Linked DNA regions of Zea mays: regions 1 and 3 are each linked to region 2. The links are chromatin contacts, called in public Hi-C maps. All regions are on one chromosome and are shown on one strand. Each heading gives the region's core, a stretch centred on a gene start, on an enhancer-like site or on the middle of the called end of the contact. The rest is flanking DNA. Distances are from core to core; before and after follow the strand shown.

Region 1 (2,936 bases), core at 304-2,803, 850 kb after region 2:
GAAAAACAGGTCCTCGCTGAACACAAGAATGCGTGAGTTTGTCCCATTAGTAACCAGCAGGATGACGCCTCCGGTGATGAGGCCCTACATACAGGAAACAAGAACACTCAAAGCAGTGCCCACAGAAGCAAAACCACAGACACCCGGACTGCGAGAGAGCGGAGGCCGGAGAGCCCCACCATGACAAGCGCGGTGATGGACTCGTTCACCCATCGGTTCCCTTCCAGCAAGTGGCCGATGACAATGCAGCTGCAGAGCAGCGCGATGAAGATGTTAATCGAGACGATGGCGTCGTGATCCGAGACCGAGAGCCCGCCGGATTTGAGAAGAGCTCCCAAACCCAGGCCCATGTCGCCACGCCAGGAGATCCACCGCAGCGCAAAGCAACCTGGTAGCAGACATGGAGGTCAGATGGCCGCTCACAGTCACAGCACAGGACGTAGCATGGCCACACTTTGCAGGATGCAAGGAAGGAACTCAATTATTGCTTGAACAGTGCAGTTTTGGTTAATTAAACCAGCAGAACACTTGTTTTTTTTTTGTTCTAATCACCAAACAAGAGACAAGTTGAAAAAAGATAAACCGGGATGCAGAAAAGATTCAAGCTAAGCAGCATCGCGGCTACCAGTAAAGCACCCGCAATTAAGCCACGGATTAGCGGGAAGGAGCTGCAAATCCAACCAAGAAATGAACCTGTACGGCTGTGCCAACCCAAGTCAGAAGGCGCCGGCTGCGTCCGGGGATCTGAACCGCGGGGGAGAAGATCTGGACGCCGGTTTCGCGTGGGTTCGGTGGGTGATCCGCGGAGAGGGGGAGGAGGAGTGGTGGAGTCCCGCGCTGGCCATGAGGCTGAAAGCGAGGCGGAACAAACGAACCAAGGAAAAGAAAAACCCACGCGCGAGGGCAGGGCGGGCGGTCAAACGCCCACTCTCCGCCACGCGACGGCGCGAGGAAGGAGGCTCGTGTCCATGACGTGTGGGGATCGGGTTGTTTGGGCCCCGCGTGTCGGTAGCAGTTATTGGAAGCCACGCTGCGTGCTCGGGAGGGAGGGAGGGATCTCCGGAGGCAGGCCGACGTGGCTGGCAGGATGCGTGGGAGGACCGACCAGCTTGGGTGGACGACGTGGGCGCTCGTCTTTTTGGTGGGGACCACAATGACAGTGCCAGCACGGCAACGGATAAAGAAGGAGCTGAGCGGCCTTGTCGCTGCTGGTCAAGGAGAACAACCTGAACGACCACAGTGGTTTCTCTGATGTATTTTTCTGTGCAAAACTGTATGCTCTGAATTTGTAGGCGCCGGTTAGATCTTTTGAATTGAATTCCATTCTACTAATAATAATTTAGATATAAATCAATTAAGTTAATATAGTTTTATATAAAATATATCTTCTGTATATTATTGTTGACCACCTGAGAAAATATTTACGTGTTATATTTTTACCATAAAAAACATTACAGAGTAAAAATATTTATGTGATACCTTTTTATTCACCTATGCTTGTTCCGTTTCGAGTTTGTTTGTCGGTCTGAAACGATCGACAACGAATGACTGAATGAGAGATGTGTGGTCCCCGCCCCTCAGCTACGCCCACCTCAGCGGCCTCCTCGCGCGCTGCGGCCGCGCTGGGGACCTCCGCCTCGGCACCTCGCTGCACGCCATCGTCGCCAAGAACCCCAGCCACTTCCGCCTCTGCCCACGCCGTTCCTGCCTGCAGCACGTGGTCGTGGTATGGAACTCCCTCGTCGCCATGTACGGCCGCTGCGGCTGCCGCGGGGACGCCGTCAGGGTGTTCGACGAAATGGCCCTCCGGGACTCCGTGTCCTGGAACTCGCTCCTCTCCGCCTCCGCTTCGGCCACGGATGCGCTCGCGCTGCTCAGGCGGATGCTGAGCGCCGCGCCAGGCGCCGCCGCGTGCGACCACGCCACGCTGACCACCGTCCTGTCCGCGTGCGCGCGCGCTGGCGGGGGCACGGGCTCCGCGTCGCTCCCCGCGGTACACGGGCTGGCGGCGTCGTGCGGGCTCGACGCTGAGGTGTCCGTCGGGAACGCGCTGATCACCGCCTACTTCGAGTGCAGCTCCCCGGGCTCTGCGGAGCGTGTGTTCGACGGCATGGCGGACAGGAACGTCATCACGTGGACGGCGATGGTCTCCGGGATGGCTCGGGCAGAGCGATATAGCGAGAGCCTGTCTCTGTTCCGGCAGATGAGGCGCGCGGTGGACGCCAACAGGGCGTCGTACTCGAGTTCTTTGCTAGCATGTGCCGGATCACGCGCCGCCAGGGAAGGGCAGCAGATTCACGGGCTTGCCGTCAAGGCTGGGCTGGAGACTGATCTCCATGTCGAGAGTGAGCTCATGGACATGTACTCCAAATGCGGGTTGATGGAGGATGCGCTGAGGGTGTTCCGCTCCGGCCAGGATCCTGACGAAGTTTCCTTGACGGTGATTCTTGCTGGGTTTGCTCAGAACGGACTGGAGGAGGAGGCGTTCAGGTTGTTCGCTGAGATGGTCGGGAAAGGAATCCGCGTCGACGCAAACATGGTTTCTGCAGTCCTGGGTGCCTTCGGTGCTTCGGCGCCGTTTGCTCTTGGGAAACAGATCCACGCGCTGGCCATCAAGAGATGCTTCGGAGGGAACACCTACGTCTGCAACGGCCTGATCAATATGTATTCCAAATGCGGCGAGCTACAGGAGTCTATCCGAGTGTTTGACGGAACGCCCAGCAAGAACACGGTCACGTGGAATTCCATCATCGCTGCGTATGCCCGGCACGGCCATGGTTGGGAGGTTTTTGGGCTGTTCGAGTCCATGGAAGCCGATGGCGTCAAGCCCACCGATGTCACGTTCCTGTCACTGCTCCACGGATGCAGCCATGTCGGGTCACCCAGGAAGGGACTGGAGATACTGGACTCCATGCCATCGAAGTATGGAATCCATC
Region 2 (2,924 bases), core at 273-2,772:
TCTTGATATTCGATAAAGCTTCCCTAACATCATATTCATTTTCAGTGTTCTCACTTTTGAAGGAATACCTTCCATCTGTATAAAGCATATATATCACATCATCCGTATTCGTAAAACAGGATAATACAATGGAAAATGAAGATTAGAAATAACTAAACGAAGAACAGTAACCTCATGAAGTGCTTCACGGTGCTCACATAGAGCAGAATGGCAAAGAGCAATCTTGAACTTCACCTGCAACAGCACAGCAAAACTGAATGAGATACTTGTTACCTGTGATGTAAATATTAAATAGATGTCAACATTAAAATGCAAGAGTGCCATGTTCAGCCATTCACACCTCATTTTCATTGAATGATAAGAGATTTGAAGAGTTTGGAGAAGGTGACCGGCCTGTGACGGATACTGAACTTCTGGTGTTACTTGTTGCTTGCCTAGGGATACTTCTACTATATTGCATAGCTTGCTTGTACGCATTCTGCCATGGAAGATAGAGAAATTAGAAACAGATATATCAGCAATCGATGTGTTTACTTCTGAAACTTGTAGGCCAATCATGGGTTGTTGTTTTTTTTGGAAATATTACCAGTGCCCTGCGGAATTCTTTCTCTCCATACAAAGCATCCCCATGCTGGACCTACACGGTAGTCCAACAAGCAAATCAGCTCTCCCCACCAATAAGAAATAATAATAATGGGCCCTGTAAAGAACAGAACTGGAATTGGGAAATGCAGTTGTGCAGGATAATCCGTGCATTGACTATCAAGAAACTAATCTGTGCATTGACTGCCAAGAAACAAATCAACCGGTTTAGTTTCCGCAATGTGGCATCAGATGTAGGCAGGAAGTGGAGTTGACAGAATCATAACAAAAAGTTAGACCAGATTAGCACCGCGTGCGGAGCTGCTGCTCAGGAAACCTTGAGCTTACCAGGCTTTCCACCTTCATGGACATACCAGCATCGTTGCCCGCACCAGCTGACGACACAAGGAAACACCCCTGCAAGTGTAGGAGAAGAGTAAAACTGAGTAATCACTGCGAGTCTGCGACGGAAAAGTCGGCCATCACCCAGTGCAGCAACCCAAACCCGCTCGCACACGTCGCAGGCAAGAGGTTTAGGCCTGCCCCACACGCGCCCGGCGAACCCCGAAACCGCTTCTGCTCGCCCCGAAACCCTATAGATTCAAACGCAGAGAGGATGGAAGGGGGTGCAGGATCGCCGCACGTACCAGCGTTTGGGCGGGGCCGAAGAGGCCGGCGTCGAGGAGCGCCGCCATGGACTCCCGCGCCGCATCCATGCCCGGCGGCGAGCTCTGCCGAGGGAATTTGAAACCGGAGCTCGTGCGGGGATTTTGGTTTTCGATGGGTTGGTTTGATTTGCTCTTTCAACAACAGTCGCAGTGGAATTGATTACTAGAGACGGGAGTAGAGAGAGAAAGGGGATTTGAAATGAAAGCCATGGAAGAGTAGCTGGGCTTGTGCTCTTTCTAGACCAATTTAGGCCCAACATGTTCTCTTTTTCGGTTTTTCCCCTCACGCCCAGAACAACAGATATAAAATCCTCTCCGAGCGAGAAGCATAGCAGTTTTGATCTAAATTTTAATTTGAGAGGTTATTTGGATCTTTTATTTGCATAATGAACTGCGTTATTTGGTCTAGAAATTAACGTTCCATAACTTATTCAAATTCACATATAAGTATCTCAAATTTATAGTGTAGGACTTAAAAGTTAATTCTATAAATCATTATACTGTATTTTTCTAGTATACAACTTATAGCATCGCTATCCAGCTCTCCCTTAACTCCTTAAGAAACTAGTTAGATACATGTATTTTGCTATGGTTTTTATATATCACATAGGTAAACTTTATTTTATATTATGCTTGAGCGTACAATATAAAATTCAAAATCCACAATCAAGGTTTAAACCTCCATTTTTATACAACTACTTAGAGCATCTCCAACAACAAACCCTAAAATAGAGTCCTAAAATTTAAAATAGGATTATGTTTAGAATGTTTAGGGTCTCAAAAGAAATGTTTAATCCAATAGTCAGGCCTTAAATAATGTTATTTAGGAAATAAATTATGTTATTATGAAATAAATGGTTGGAGATTAAGTGGAAATAAGGATAGAGCTCTAGTATATGGGGGTATTATATTTAGGACCCGAGAGACCGAGCCCTATAATCATTTGATGAAATTTTATAAAATAAAGCCGTTGTTGAAAGGGTATTTTATGTTTTTAAGTCTTATATTTAAAATAAGATCATGTTTAGAGCCTCTCTTGGAGATGCTCTTAGTTGTATATACATTGCTATGTTTTTATACATCATGTAGATAGAATTTGCTTAAATAAGATATTTATTCAAATATGATTATATTTTTTACTTTTAAATTATTAGTATATATATTTAAAATATCGTTCATTTGTATAACGCAAACAGATGCACGATGTAGTGGTGAATAACGGATTCTAGCTTCTGAAGGTTGCGGCTTAAAATATTCCCCATCCATGTTTGAACTCTAGCTTCTAAAGGTTGCATGTTTGAATCTCCCCATGTATGTTTTCTTTTGTATTTCGGGCATGAGAGGAGGGGGAGAGGTATCGCACGCGGGACGTGGTGAGGGGAGGACCCACAAAGCGAGAAACACTTGTTTTATATTAGTAGAGAAGAGATTTTACCCTATTTTGCATAAAGTGGGAAAAACGATTGTGGAAACTGATTTATATAGTAAAAAAATGCAACACATAAATATCTCACTTATATGACCATCAGGATTCAACAGTACACAATTATAGTACAACCGTATTAACTTAATTAATTTTTGTCTAGATTATGATTATTAAAATGAATTTAAATTCAAAAGGATCCAAACCGGACCTCTTTTTTATTTGACGATGGCTAATACAACTAAAAAACA
Region 3 (2,943 bases), core at 254-2,753, 570 kb after region 2:
GAAACACAAGTTCCAAATGTATAATAATTGTCACCATAGTGCAAAAGAACCAAATATACTGCAGAGAAAACTTCCTAGTCATGTAAGTGTATGGACATATAGAAATAAAACATCTCAAGACTCCAATAACAGGCTCATGCTAACTAGTCATGGCTTTAAACCTTCATGATACAAACTAGTCACAACTTTAAACATTTCATGCCAACAAGATCATGGATGGTGTTTTTTTTCCTAGAGAAAAGCTAGAATGAGAAAAGACCTAACTCAGCATACATATCAGGATAGTATCGTATAGACACGTATATGATACTATATCACACAGCCGTTCAATTTCTAGAACAAATGCAGATTGATCTGTGAATATGCATGTCTCATATTTTACTAGGTTAGATGGACTGAATCCCGTGAAACAAACAATTTATTCAACAAGTTTCTGCATGAATATCATCCCAAATTCAATAATCACTCTCGTTGATAAAAAAAATGCAACCAACAGTTAAACAGAAGTGAAATAGAAACTATTTGAATCAGATCCACTCCGTTATTCACATCAAAATAATTGTTGCTTGATCTATAAAAGCAGTAGGAACATTGTTTACCCATCAATTTCAAGTACACAGTAACAAGAACAACAGTACAGCTAGAATTGAGCATGTGAGTGTTGTTGATACCTCGTTGAGCTCTCTCTGCCGCGGCTTTCTGCTCGGCAGCAAGAGCCAGCTCAGGATCCACCCCGAAAGCTTGGGCGTAGGTGTTGTCTATCGGCGAAAACACCGCGCGGCGGTACGCCAAGAACAGCGCGGCCATCTCCATCCCAGGCACGGTGCGCGCGGCTTTTTCCGCCGCGTCTCGCTGAGTCACGGCGGCGTCCAGCAGGTAGTTGAGCGCCTTCCGCGGCACGAATCGCTGCCGTGCGGCCCGGATCTGGTCGAGTTGGTAGTCAGCGTCGGTGTCGAATGCCGGGACGTCGACCAGGAAGAAGTTGCCGTCGCTGGGGTGGGGACGGAAGGCGTCAGGAATGTCGCAAGGGCAGAGCAGCGCCAGCGCGCTGCGGCGGGCTACCTCGTCGACGGCCTCGGCCACGGCGGCGGCAAAGCTGCTGCGGGAGCTGCCGCCCTGGGCCGCCTTCTCGGTGAAGTGGTCCTCGAAGGGGACGAGCTCGCTGGGGTCAAACCACCCATAGCTCGAGTCACCGAAGAAGGCGACGAGGACGAGCCCGTCGCGGTGGCCGCGGTGTACCTCCTCGTCGTCGGTGAGGCTGACGCTGTAGATATGGCCAGGCCACCACGGATGGGACTTCACCTTGGCCCAGACCATGTCGCCGAACCGGGGGCCGCCGTTCGCCCATGCGATGCCGCGTCCGGCAGCAGGAACCATGGCGCCTCCAGCGGCGGGGTCGGACATCCTGTGGAGGGGAACCGAAAACCTAGATTTGGATGCAGGGTCGATTGGTCTGGGCTTGGGTTTGGGTTCCGGAGGAGGGTGGCCTGGGATCGGTGGAAGGAGGGACATTGTTGGTAATTTTTATTATTTTATAACTAGTGCGTTACGCGCGCGCCTGCGCGCGTAATTTTTTTTTTATACCAACAACGCAGTAGCAGTAGTACTACAAATTTAGATTACAATAAGTAGCAAGTTACATTGAGCTAGCATAATTTAGTGTCCAGTAATAATATATCTGAAGAGTTTACATAGGCATGTATAGTTGTACAAAGGTTCCAACAGGGGAGTCATATGTACATAAAAGTCTACTAACCAGAAGTGACAGTTTTCCTTGCATACACACATAGTTGTAGAAAGGCTTCAACATCAGGTTAATATATACATAAAAGTCTTGTGACCAAAAGTGATGGAGCCTTTTTTATGTGTGCAAGGTGCAAATGAGTCTGTTGATCAAAAGTGGCCTAGCTTTTCTTGCATAGACACCGTTTTAGGAAGGTTTAAACACCAGACTAATATGTACATAAAAGTCTCAGGACCAAAAGTGATACAACCTCATACCTGTATATAAATGAGAGTAGTATGTTAGTATAGACAACACTAAAGATTTTAATGCAATATCAGGATTATATAAGAAAGAACATTATTTAAAATGATAGAAACAGTAACATATTATATATCTATTTTCTCTTTCCCTTACTCCCCGACAAAGAACATTATTTGAAATGATAGAAACCCTAAACCCCAAACGACCCCTAGCTCCCCCGGGCTCGCGTGTTTTCTTGGCCAGAGGGGATCGGCACGGTGGAAGGATGACGTGGCAACTTCGTCGTTGCCGGCACGTCGGATGGAAAGATTGAGACATTCCCTTGCTTCAGTCCAGTAGCGATCCATCTTACACAACATGCCCTTTTTAAAAAGGTTTTTTACACTCCCATGTTGGAGCTCTAGAATCTTTGGATCCGCAGAACTTTATTATTGCCATTTTTTTTCCAGAATTATCTGCAACCCAAGATACCCTCCAGGCCTTCAATAAGCACTATAAGAGATACACCACTAATAATTAATTATAGCACCGGTTCTGAGTTTTCTATGACCTAGCGCGAGACTTAAAACCAAAGCCCCTGATACAAATATCCTCCTCATCATCATATTTAATAAAATAACACAAGAACTAAAGAAGTGTCGTTTTTGCAGCGTCCACCATACTTTTAGCTGGGTAAAAAGTATGGCAGACTTTGTACATGAAGTAGTGATAATCACCATATTTTAAAAAGTGACTAAAATGTTTGCTTGGAACACCAGTGTAGACTGAAGCTTAACATGCAACGATTCACTTTATTTGAAAAAAAAAGGTTCCAACCAGATCTAACCTAGTAGAAACTGTTGTGTTAGATAATTAAGGTATTGTTTGGAAGCAACCTAGTTTTAAAGAAACCAGTTTTTATTTTATTAGGTAGGAGAGCCTAGCTTCTTGGTTTAAGAAACTGTGAATTCAATTTG

The links. A called contact is a pair of places that touch in the nucleus more often than the background predicts.
Region 1: a contact with region 2 is called in a Hi-C map of tassel, with 2.7 times the contacts expected there. The contact joins the promoter of LOC100383629 here to the promoter of LOC103641394 in region 2. A contact is called at or near these places in 3 of 25 Hi-C or Micro-C datasets (endosperm, leaf and tassel).
Region 3: a Hi-C map of an unstated tissue shows a contact between it and region 2, with 4 times the contacts expected there. The contact joins the promoter of LOC100278365 here to the promoter of LOC103641394 in region 2. A contact is called at or near these places in 4 of 25 Hi-C or Micro-C datasets (ear, leaf and an unstated tissue).

The regions. Positions count from the first base shown.
Region 1 is chr10:91,763,910-91,766,845 of Zm-B73-REFERENCE-NAM-5.0, reverse strand. It overlaps LOC100383629 (pentatricopeptide repeat family protein), which reads left to right and starts at 1,553. Exons shown (of 1, transcript NM_001176277.2): 1 at 1,553-2,936. The coding sequence starts at 1,553. LOC100383429 (sodium/hydrogen exchanger) reads right to left here and starts at 925. Exons shown (of 15, transcript NM_001176080.2): 1 at 694-925; 2 at 180-388; 3 at 1-84. The coding sequence starts at 350.
Region 2 is chr10:92,609,047-92,611,970 of Zm-B73-REFERENCE-NAM-5.0, reverse strand. LOC103641394 (anaphase-promoting complex subunit 7) reads right to left here and starts at 1,522. Exons shown (of 18, transcript XM_008664753.4): 1 at 1,230-1,522; 2 at 931-999; 3 at 587-637; 4 at 341-478; 5 at 172-234; 6 at 1-75. The coding sequence starts at 1,298.
Region 3 is chr10:92,034,220-92,037,162 of Zm-B73-REFERENCE-NAM-5.0, reverse strand. It overlaps LOC100278365, which reads right to left and starts at 1,503. Exons shown (of 1, transcript NM_001346016.1): 1 at 1-1,503. The coding sequence starts at 1,404. The coding sequence ends at 463.